Regions from separate parts of the Mus musculus genome. Here region 2 is linked to region 1. A link is a contact called in public HiChIP or PLAC-seq data. All regions are on one chromosome and are shown on one strand. Each heading gives the region's core, a stretch centred on a gene start, on an enhancer-like site or on the middle of the called end of the contact. The rest is flanking DNA. Distances are from core to core; before and after follow the strand shown. Region 1 overlaps Crocc2 (ciliary rootlet coiled-coil, rootletin family member 2). Region 2 holds the start of Thap4 (THAP domain containing 4).

Region 1 (4,221 bases), core at 548-3,047:
GGAGTATGTCTGGATTTGCCTCTGAGGTCTGCTCACAGCCAGGGAACGTGAGGGTCTGTCCAGCTCCTTTTCCCGCAGAGGCTCAAGAGCATCATCTCACTGTGGTTGAAGGCAAGTGCAGAAGCCTGGTGTCACAAGGTGAAGGCACACAGGGAGTGGGTCAGCTGCGGCACAGTGTGTGGGTGGGAGCCTGGCCTCTCTCACCGTCTAAGAGCAGTCAGCACTCCGTGAATGGAGAGACGTATGGATCAGGCATGCCCCCAGCAGCCCTGCCACCAAGGCTTCTGCTGGTCATCATGGCACATTGTCTGGTGGGTCTTCAGGGCTGCCATGTACCCATGCCTCTGGGTCCAGAGGTCAAGACTGGATCCCACCTTCGGAGGGCTCTGACCAGGCTCATATGTTTCCGGGACCCAGGACCCCTCTGCTCCCATTCACCTGGGAAGCCTCCTCCAAATTTGCCTCTGGGATGTGTGCACCAGCTTTTATTAAGAGAGGGCTGTCATGAGCAGTGGAAGGTCTGGGTCCTTCTAGTTCCCCACGGCCCTAGCATCTGGAGTTCTAGAGGAGACTCTTCCAGGAAGCCCTTCAGGACTGAGAAGGCTTTGAGGAGAAAAGGCACCAGCTAGCCTTGGGTCTCTGCAGAGGCAATGGGACCAGCCTAAGCTACGCCTCCATGGGCACATTTCCAGTTTTGGTTGTTGCCCTGTTGGTTATGAGGATTCCCCTACTTCCATGTCCGGACCATGGGTGGACCCTACTCTAGATTGCACAGCTACATGCCTCTGGCTCCCAGGACTGCTAGGAAACATCTGCTAGACAGAAATTTCAGATGGACTCTCTTGTTACCTCTAGGTGTCTCCCTGGGAATGAAATCTCAGAGCCACACAGCAGAGGGAAAGGGGTCCTTGAAGTGGTAGAAGCTCTGGAAACAGTCAACCTGAAGCTCCACCCCAAACTCATATTCTTAAGGAAGAAATTGCGTATCTTTCTTTTACTGGTCTGATCTGGGTTTCTGGGTTTCTGGTTTGACAGGGTTGTCCCCCGTCTTCAGGAAGGTGACCCCAGGGCACCTCATCTAATACCGAACCACCTTACAGGCACAATGTTTTTTCTCTACACACCCCATACCATATTCCCACAGCAGACACACCCTGCCCTATGTCACTGTGCCTATATAGTACCTCTGCAGTCATAACACCATGGGCTGTCTGAGGGCAGGATCATGAGAAGTGCGCCCTGGTGAGTGGTTGCACTGGTACCTCAGATCAGCTGCCTCCTTAGTCACAAGCTCGCTATGTCTCTCCAAGGCTTCCTGCTTAGCCAGTAGTTGGGCCCGCTCCTCAGACAGTGTGTTCTTCTCATGGAGGGCTTCTTGCAGAATGTCCATCTGGGCCTCCTGGTCCTGCAGGCTCTGTGCCAGCTGCTTCTCTAGGGCCTGTTTCTTGTTTGTGACCTAGGGGAGGAAAGAGGGACCGTGTGCCACAGAGAGAGGGGTGGGGAAGGCTGCCTGGTATGGACTTTTGAGACCTCGAGGTCCACTTCCAGTAACACACTTCCTCCAAGAAGGCTACACCTCCTAATCCTTCTAATCTTTTCAAAGAGCTCCACTCACTGGAGGCTAAGCATTCAAATATATGAGCCTAAGGGGGGATATCCTCACTCAAACCATTTAATCTGTCAGTTGTTTTATCACAGTGCCTGGAAAGTAACTCATCCAGCAAGGCAGCCCAAACATGAGAGTGCCTTTGAAGCAGGGCCTGGACAGGTAAAGACAGGCTTGAAAGACAGCAAGTGCGCATTTCCACTCTGCCACACACTCCAGTCAAGTCAGCTTGACAGGCTGTGAAGCCTTAAAGCCACTTACAAGGCAGAGAGTTTCAAGGAAGCTCACCTCCTGGAGTTTTAGTGTTCTCATACTCATACTCTATTCCCGAGTTAGTCTGGTGTATGGATCTACGAGCTCTCTTTTAATATTTTATTATAAATGCCTTTAAAGATTAAATTCTGTTATAGTGTTCCAAGGTCCCAGTAGCCTGCAAGCTTGAAATCGGAGCTTGAAATCCGGCAGGAATGCAGAAAGGAAGTTACCTATTCAGTTACTAATTAAGCATTACAATAGACAGAGCCAGTGGCTCAGCTGGTCTGCAGAAAGAGCCAGGGAATCTTACTGAGATAGAAATCTTCAGTACAGGCTACATTGCATATTAAAAGCAAGTTGGTATATTCTTCTGTAGACCCAGGAAATAGGTGTTGGGGTATTGCAGTATTCATGATAAGATCTGCCAGTGCAGAACCCCTGGTGGTGGGTTTTACAATAGACTAGTTTGCACCTGGCTCCCTTCTTTTGCGGCAGCAGCCTGGTCCCCACCTTCTTTTGATGTATACATTCCTTTTGTATTGCGTCACTGTAACTTGGTGTATTGTATTTTGCCTGGTTTCTTGTTATTCCTTTGGTATAAAAAGTTTGATGCTCGACCTGACACAATACATTCAGATTCTACACAATCTCTCCTGTTGGTCTGTCTGTCATTTCCTCTGACACTTTGCCCACCTGCCCCAGAGACCCGTTCCACACAGACAAAGGGATCCAGAGGGTCTGCGGCACCACTCCATCCCGCACACCTGTGATTTTCACACTCTGGTGATATTGGAGTCACCCAGAGGCTGACTCAAAGTCTTTCTGGGCGAGTGTCTGACTCAGTGAATCTTAGATGAGCAAAAGGACTTGTGTTGTAACATATTTAAAGATCCATGTGACATTGATATGAAATGGACTGAAGACCTCAGCTAAGGCCACGTGAAAACACGGAAGGCTAACTCTTTGTCCTTGGGCTAGGTAAACCACAGGTTCTAGGAAATATGGATCATAAGATTTTTTAAAAAGTCTGGCAAGGTTGTTTAGTGCATATAATCCCAGAAGCTGGGAAAGTTAAGGCAGGAGGGTTGCTACAAGCTTGAGGCCAGTGTGGGCTACACCGTGAGTTCTAGGCTACTGCCTCAAAAGCAAAGCAAACCAAACAAAACTAATGAGTCCACCACAGCAACATAGACAATGATTAAGAATGTAAAAGAAATTTGACAAAATTAAAGTTGTATATTTTGCAAAAAGTACTGTTAAGAAAACAGAAAGACAAGATACCAGTTGGAAAAGACATTCACAGAACATCTGACAAAGTGTATTGATATATATGAGAGATTCCTACACAGACACAACCAAGATACAAAATTTACGTTCAGAAAACACACAGAAGCCTGAAAAAGACACAGATTCAACAGGTGCATGAAAATGTGCTGAGACCACTCATTACCTTGGAAACACGAATCAAAACCTCCATACATAGAATATCCTGCAGAAGATTGCTTAAAAATTAAAACAGATGATATCTAATACTCGAGGCTGAGGAGTAGCTGACAGAATGACAGAATTCACCACACTCCTCCCAATGACCGTCATAATTTCACTTGTGTGCATGTGCTCAAGAATAGTGAGAAATGGGTGTGCAAAGGCTTTCACGAGTTTTGTGTATTACAGCCTAAGCCAGAAACAGAACAGGTGTCCAACAATAGGTGTGTGAGAAAGTAGTCGTGTTTATTCACACTGTGATGTGGAGTTATGTGCCAAAGCCAAAAGTTATGGTACATGTAACTACTCTGTAGTCTCCCCTCCCCCAGCCTGAAACCTGCTTGCTCAGGGGTGGAGCTTCCTGCTCATTCGTTCTGCCACGCCCACTGCTGGAACCTGCGGAGCCACACCCGTGCACCTTTCTACTGGACCAGAGATTATTCGGCGGGAATCGGGTCCCCTCCCCCTTCCTTCATAACTAGTGTCGCAACAATAAAATTTGAGCCTTGATCAGAGTAACTGTCTTGGCTACATTTTTTCTTCCGCCCCGTCTAGATTCCTCTCTTACAGCTCGAGCGGCCTTCTCAGTCGAACCGTTCACGTTGCGAGCTGCTGGCGGCCGCAACACTACTCGAAGAGTCTTAAAGAGTACATATATAGAGAAACTTGGTACAAGTTATCCGCCCAGCCAGTGTAGGGTCCCCCATGTTGGAACAGAGGCTGCTGGGGTCTTAGACATTTGGGCCCCACTGTGGATTGTGAGGGAGGCTTCTGGACCGGTAACCATGTTCTCATCCCAGGTGCACACACCACTGTCAAACTCATTGGTCTGCCTGTTACCCACACTGCATGTTAATTATACTTTAACAAAAATG
Region 2 (4,328 bases), core at 272-2,771, 560 kb before region 1:
ACCATTAACACAAGTCTTCAAACACAGATGTCTTTTGAGTTTGATCTCACAGCAGCATTAAACACCCACTTAATTTCAGCATTGGGGATGTACAAGCAAGCAGATATATTTCTGTGAGTCTTGGGTCAGCATGGTCTACATATTAGACAAGACTAAACAGTGAGGCCTTGTCTTTAAAAAAAAAAGTGGGGGAGAGGATAATTAAGTAATTCAATGTATTATCCCATTCCACACCTCCAAGAGGCACTGTGGTGTGACAGCTTCAGTTATTCATTCTAAAAAAAAAAAAAAAATGAATTATCTTAAAAAAATATACACCTGGCTCATGCATCTTGGGGAGTCAACGTTCCTGCTTCCTCCAGCTACGGATGCCATAAACTGCTGAAATGTGTATTAACTGTAGGCATTACTCCCAAGTAAGAGCCGACTACTTCTCTAACACAGCTGTCAGAAGAAAACCATCAAAAGCAACGCCATTCAAGAAAAGTACAATGAAATCAGGTAGCAGGACTCCTTCACAAAGGAGTGGATTCTTGAAGGCAGGTCGCTCTTAAATTAAAAAAAGGAAAAAAGAAAAAGAAAACCAAAAAAAAAAAAAAAAACCCGCTAACGCTGCTGAGGGAATGAGAGAACCTCTGTTGGGGGTGGGGTGGGGTGGAATGGGGTGGGGTGGGTATTTTTAGGGCTATTAGCAAACAACTTATTTGATAGATTTGCATCTCCAAGACTTCTGGCCAACATAAACAAAGAACCGCACTCTCCAGCTTCAGAAGCAAGAGTCAGTTAAAAACAAACAAACAAACAAACAAACAAAACCCACCCACACTTAACCCAGTATTAGGACCTCAAGAAGTCAAAGTAGCATGTGACTGATCCGCTGTCAGAACAGGAGCGGGGCTCACCTACACAGGTTATTGAACTTCAAAGACAAAAGATGTGCATGTTGTGGTAGCTGGACCAGCGGCCAACAACTTGACAGAAGTTAAAGAGGTCGGCTCTTCAATGGACACCGCAAGGCCCACCCTCGCGGCGCACCGGTCCTCTCCGGGCACCAGGGTGCCCGCGTCCTGATGCGTCCCTCAGACTCCCTGCCCTCACGCCCGCAGCCGCGAGCCCACAGGCTGGGACGCTCCCCGAGGGCCGCGGCCGAGCGCCGGAGGCCGAGGCGCTGACGAGTGGCCCCGCGAACCCGGTACTGAGCGCTGCGGGGAGGCGCGGCCCGCCCAGCCCAACACACCGGCCTCCGCCCCAGCGGGCGGCCACGGGAGCCCGCCCGCGACAGGGCAGGCGTCCGCCCTCCTTACCTGCGTCCATCTTCCCTGTCCGGCTGCCGACTGACCGTGCCGTCGCTCCGACGGACTACTGCGCGACACGGCGACGGGAAGCCGCGGCAGCCAAGCGCGGCGCAGCGGAAGCGCGGGCGTCGCCATCTCGCCGTACGGCGGTGGGCACGCGGGGGGTGGGGCCTCGGCGCGTGTGGTTCCTAACCGGACGCGGCCGCCCCGCCCCCGGCCCGCGCCGCCGCTTCGGAACACCCGGGAGCCGGCCCGAGCTGCGCTCCTCCGGCGCCGCCATCTTTCCGTACAGACAGCCACCCGCGCATGTCTCGGTACGGACTCACCGCCCGCTGCGGCCGCGACGCCGGCGCCGTGGCCGGGCAGTCCGAGCGCAGCGTGGTGCGGGCGGCAGCGCGCAGCCATCTTGCCGTACGGCTCGGCCGCGGCCCACGTCCCGAGCTGTGTCGCCGCGCTCCCTCGGGGCGGGTCGGGCCAGCGGGCGGGCGGCAAGGATCGGAGCCTGGCGGCGCTCACGACCGAGGCCCGCAATGGTGATCTGCTGCGCGGCCGTGAACTGTTCCAACAGGCAGGGCAAGGGCGAGAAACGCGCTGTCTCCTTCCACAGGTACGCGGCCCGCCTCCGGGTCCGCCACGCCCCCGCCCTGGCCGGGGCCCGCGGGGAAACTGAGGCCGCGCGGCGGGCCGAGCTCCGGGGACCGGGAGTGGGGGGCCGGCTAACCGAGGGTAACTGTGGGAGGTGGACGGGTCGTGGAGCTTTATGACCTTGGCTTGGACCGCCGGCTTTGGGGACCAGCACGGCCATGCCTCGGGCAGAGCGGCCGGAGGCCCCCTCCGCCACCTCCACCAACGGGCGTCGCACTGATTTGGGCTGGCCCTGCCAATTTCAGGAGTATTCTGCAAGGGCGCCTTCTCAGGTTAATCCTGATCTTTGCTTTCGGGCAGTTCTCCACTCTTGCCTCGGCGGGGCAAGCCCGCCCGGAGGTGTGTGGCAGGAGTGCGGCCCGGCGCACGCAGCTCTACTTCCTGCATCCATAGCCCTCATCGCCTTCCTATGGGGTCCTGCGGCCCAGGCACTGGCACCGATCACCTCCCGCATCCTGCACTCTGGCAGAGGCCCGGGGGATGACCGTGGAAAGGGCTTTCCAGGGGGTTCTCGGTGGCCCTTGTGCGGGCCGCGCCTTCCAAAGGCTTTCGAGACTCCCTCAGTTGGTCCTCTCCTGTGATTTCCAACAGGAGTGAACAGCGAGCGAAGGGACTCTGCCTTGGAAGTCACTTCGCACATCCTGCCACCTCTTAGTACTTGGTGTTAAAATTTAAAGATGGGAATGGCACGTATCTGTTGAAAGTTCACAGGGTTACATTAAGTCTCCAGTCCTTAAGACCTGGTTCAAAACAAAACCTAGTAACGTTAAACAATCTTACAAGTCAACCAGAATGTTTCCGTAACAATTTCACATAGAACATGCCCCAGAAGTTTTGTTAACAGTTGAAAATGAGGCAGTGTTGCAAGGACTGATGTTGGCTTCCCCATGTTCTAACATGGTATATGGGTAGACAGTGCCCAAATTGGGGCGGGGAAACTCCAGAAATCTAGCTCACTAAACACTGATAAAGGTTATAAGATCACATTGCTTACAACGTCCAGATCCATCCTATTAAGGCCAGTCTTGGTCCACAGCAGGTTCCTCGAGACTGGAAAAGCTCAGGTGGAGCTCTGAGCACCTGAGAAAGCCTACCATGTGTAGTCAGTTTGGTCTCACAAATCTTGCCTTAAGTGACCATTAAATAGCTTCATTAGATGAGGGAAGAAATTACTAAGCATGTTATTGAACATCTAATTTTTTTTTCCCAGTTTTCCTCTTACGACGTAAAATACTACATAAAATTTACCATTTTTGTCTTTGGGGTGTTTTGGTGTGTGTGCACAGGCACGTGTCTGTGTGTGTGTTTTGAGACAATGTCTCATTGAATTGCCTTGTTGGCCTACATCGCATTGTTTTAGTCTGCTGGTCTTGTAGACGTCCTTCCTCTGCCTCCCAAGCTCGGGAAATACTGGCATGAGCCACCAAGAACAACTGGGTTTTTTGTTTGTTTGTTCTGGTCTTTTCAGAAATCTGCCTGCCTCTGCCTTCCAAGTGCTGGAATTAAAGGGGTGGGCCACCACCACCTGGCCTTGGATTGTTTGTTTGTTTTCTTTTGAGTCAGTGTCCCTTTCCATAGCCCTGATTGTTCTGGAACTCATTTGTAGACAGGCTGGACTTGAACTCTCCTGCCTTTGCCTCCCAACTGCTAGGATTAAAGGTTTACACTACCACCCTAACCTATGACTGACACATTCAGCATAACTTCCCAAAGGTTTACCCAGGCTCCTAAAGGAGGTTTTGCTGCCTACTAAGAGAAATACCTAGGCGAGACATACAAAGTACTCCTACCAGGGAGCCATGCTCCCTGCTCTTTTTTCTGTTCTGTTCTTTTCTTTTCTTTTTTGGTTTTTTTTTTTTTTTTTTTTTGGTTTTTCGAGACAGGGTTTCTCTGTATGGCCCTGGCTGTCCTGGAACTCACTTTGTAGACCAGGCTGGCCTCGAACTCAGAGATCCACCTGCCTTTGCCTCCCAAGTGCTGGGATTAAAGGCGTGCGCCACCACGCCCGGCTCTGTTCTTTTCTTTTGTTTGTCTTGCTTTGAGACAAAAATCTCAGAAGAGACTGGCCTTATGTGTATTGAACGATGACACTGAACTCTGCCAGACAGGCCTTGGACTCACTCTATAACTAGGCAGATGTTAGCCATGGGATCCTCCTACCTCAGAGGAACTGATGTCACGGTTGTGCACCATTAGGCCTGGCTAGAGCTTTTGGGTCTTTATGCTAAAGCTCTTTCCTATACTCTTAGCTACTTGAGCTCAGCTGTGGTTGGTTTTTAGCTGGGCCTCTCAGATATCTCCTGGTCTCTTGCTCCCAGCTCTCTTGCCTGGCTTCTCATTAGGGTTATAGCACCCAGAAACATACTTTTCAGGTACCAGATGATTTGG

The links. HiChIP or PLAC-seq counts read pairs in DNA pulled down with a chosen protein or histone mark.
Region 2: an H3K27ac HiChIP or PLAC-seq map of embryonic stem cells shows a contact between it and region 1, with 6 times the contacts expected there. The contact joins the promoter of Thap4 here to the enhancer-like site in region 1. A contact is called at or near these places in 1 of 39 promoter capture datasets (pre-B cells), 2 of 115 datasets of contacts at active chromatin or transcription factors (embryonic stem cells and pro-B cells) and 2 of 9 other capture datasets (embryonic stem cells and liver).

The regions. Positions count from the first base shown.
Region 1 is chr1:93,195,702-93,199,922 of GRCm38.p6, reverse strand. It overlaps Crocc2 (ciliary rootlet coiled-coil, rootletin family member 2), which reads right to left. Exons shown (of 32, transcript NM_001310428.1): 16 at 1,263-1,456. Among named protein-coding and RNA genes, the nearest start is that of Crocc2, 29 kb to the right of the region's middle. Within about 2 kb of position 1,797, at least 8 of the 459 cell types and tissues checked have an H3K27ac peak or open chromatin away from gene starts, as enhancers often do. A contact at or near this core is called in embryonic stem cells, where this site is marked.
Region 2 is chr1:93,752,031-93,756,358 of GRCm38.p6, reverse strand. It overlaps Thap4 (THAP domain containing 4), which reads left to right and starts at 1,521. Exons shown (of 6, transcript NM_025920.3): 1 at 1,521-1,902. The coding sequence starts at 1,826. Atg4b (autophagy related 4B, cysteine peptidase) reads right to left here and starts at 1,454. Exons shown (of 13, transcript NM_174874.4): 1 at 1,305-1,454. The coding sequence starts at 1,314.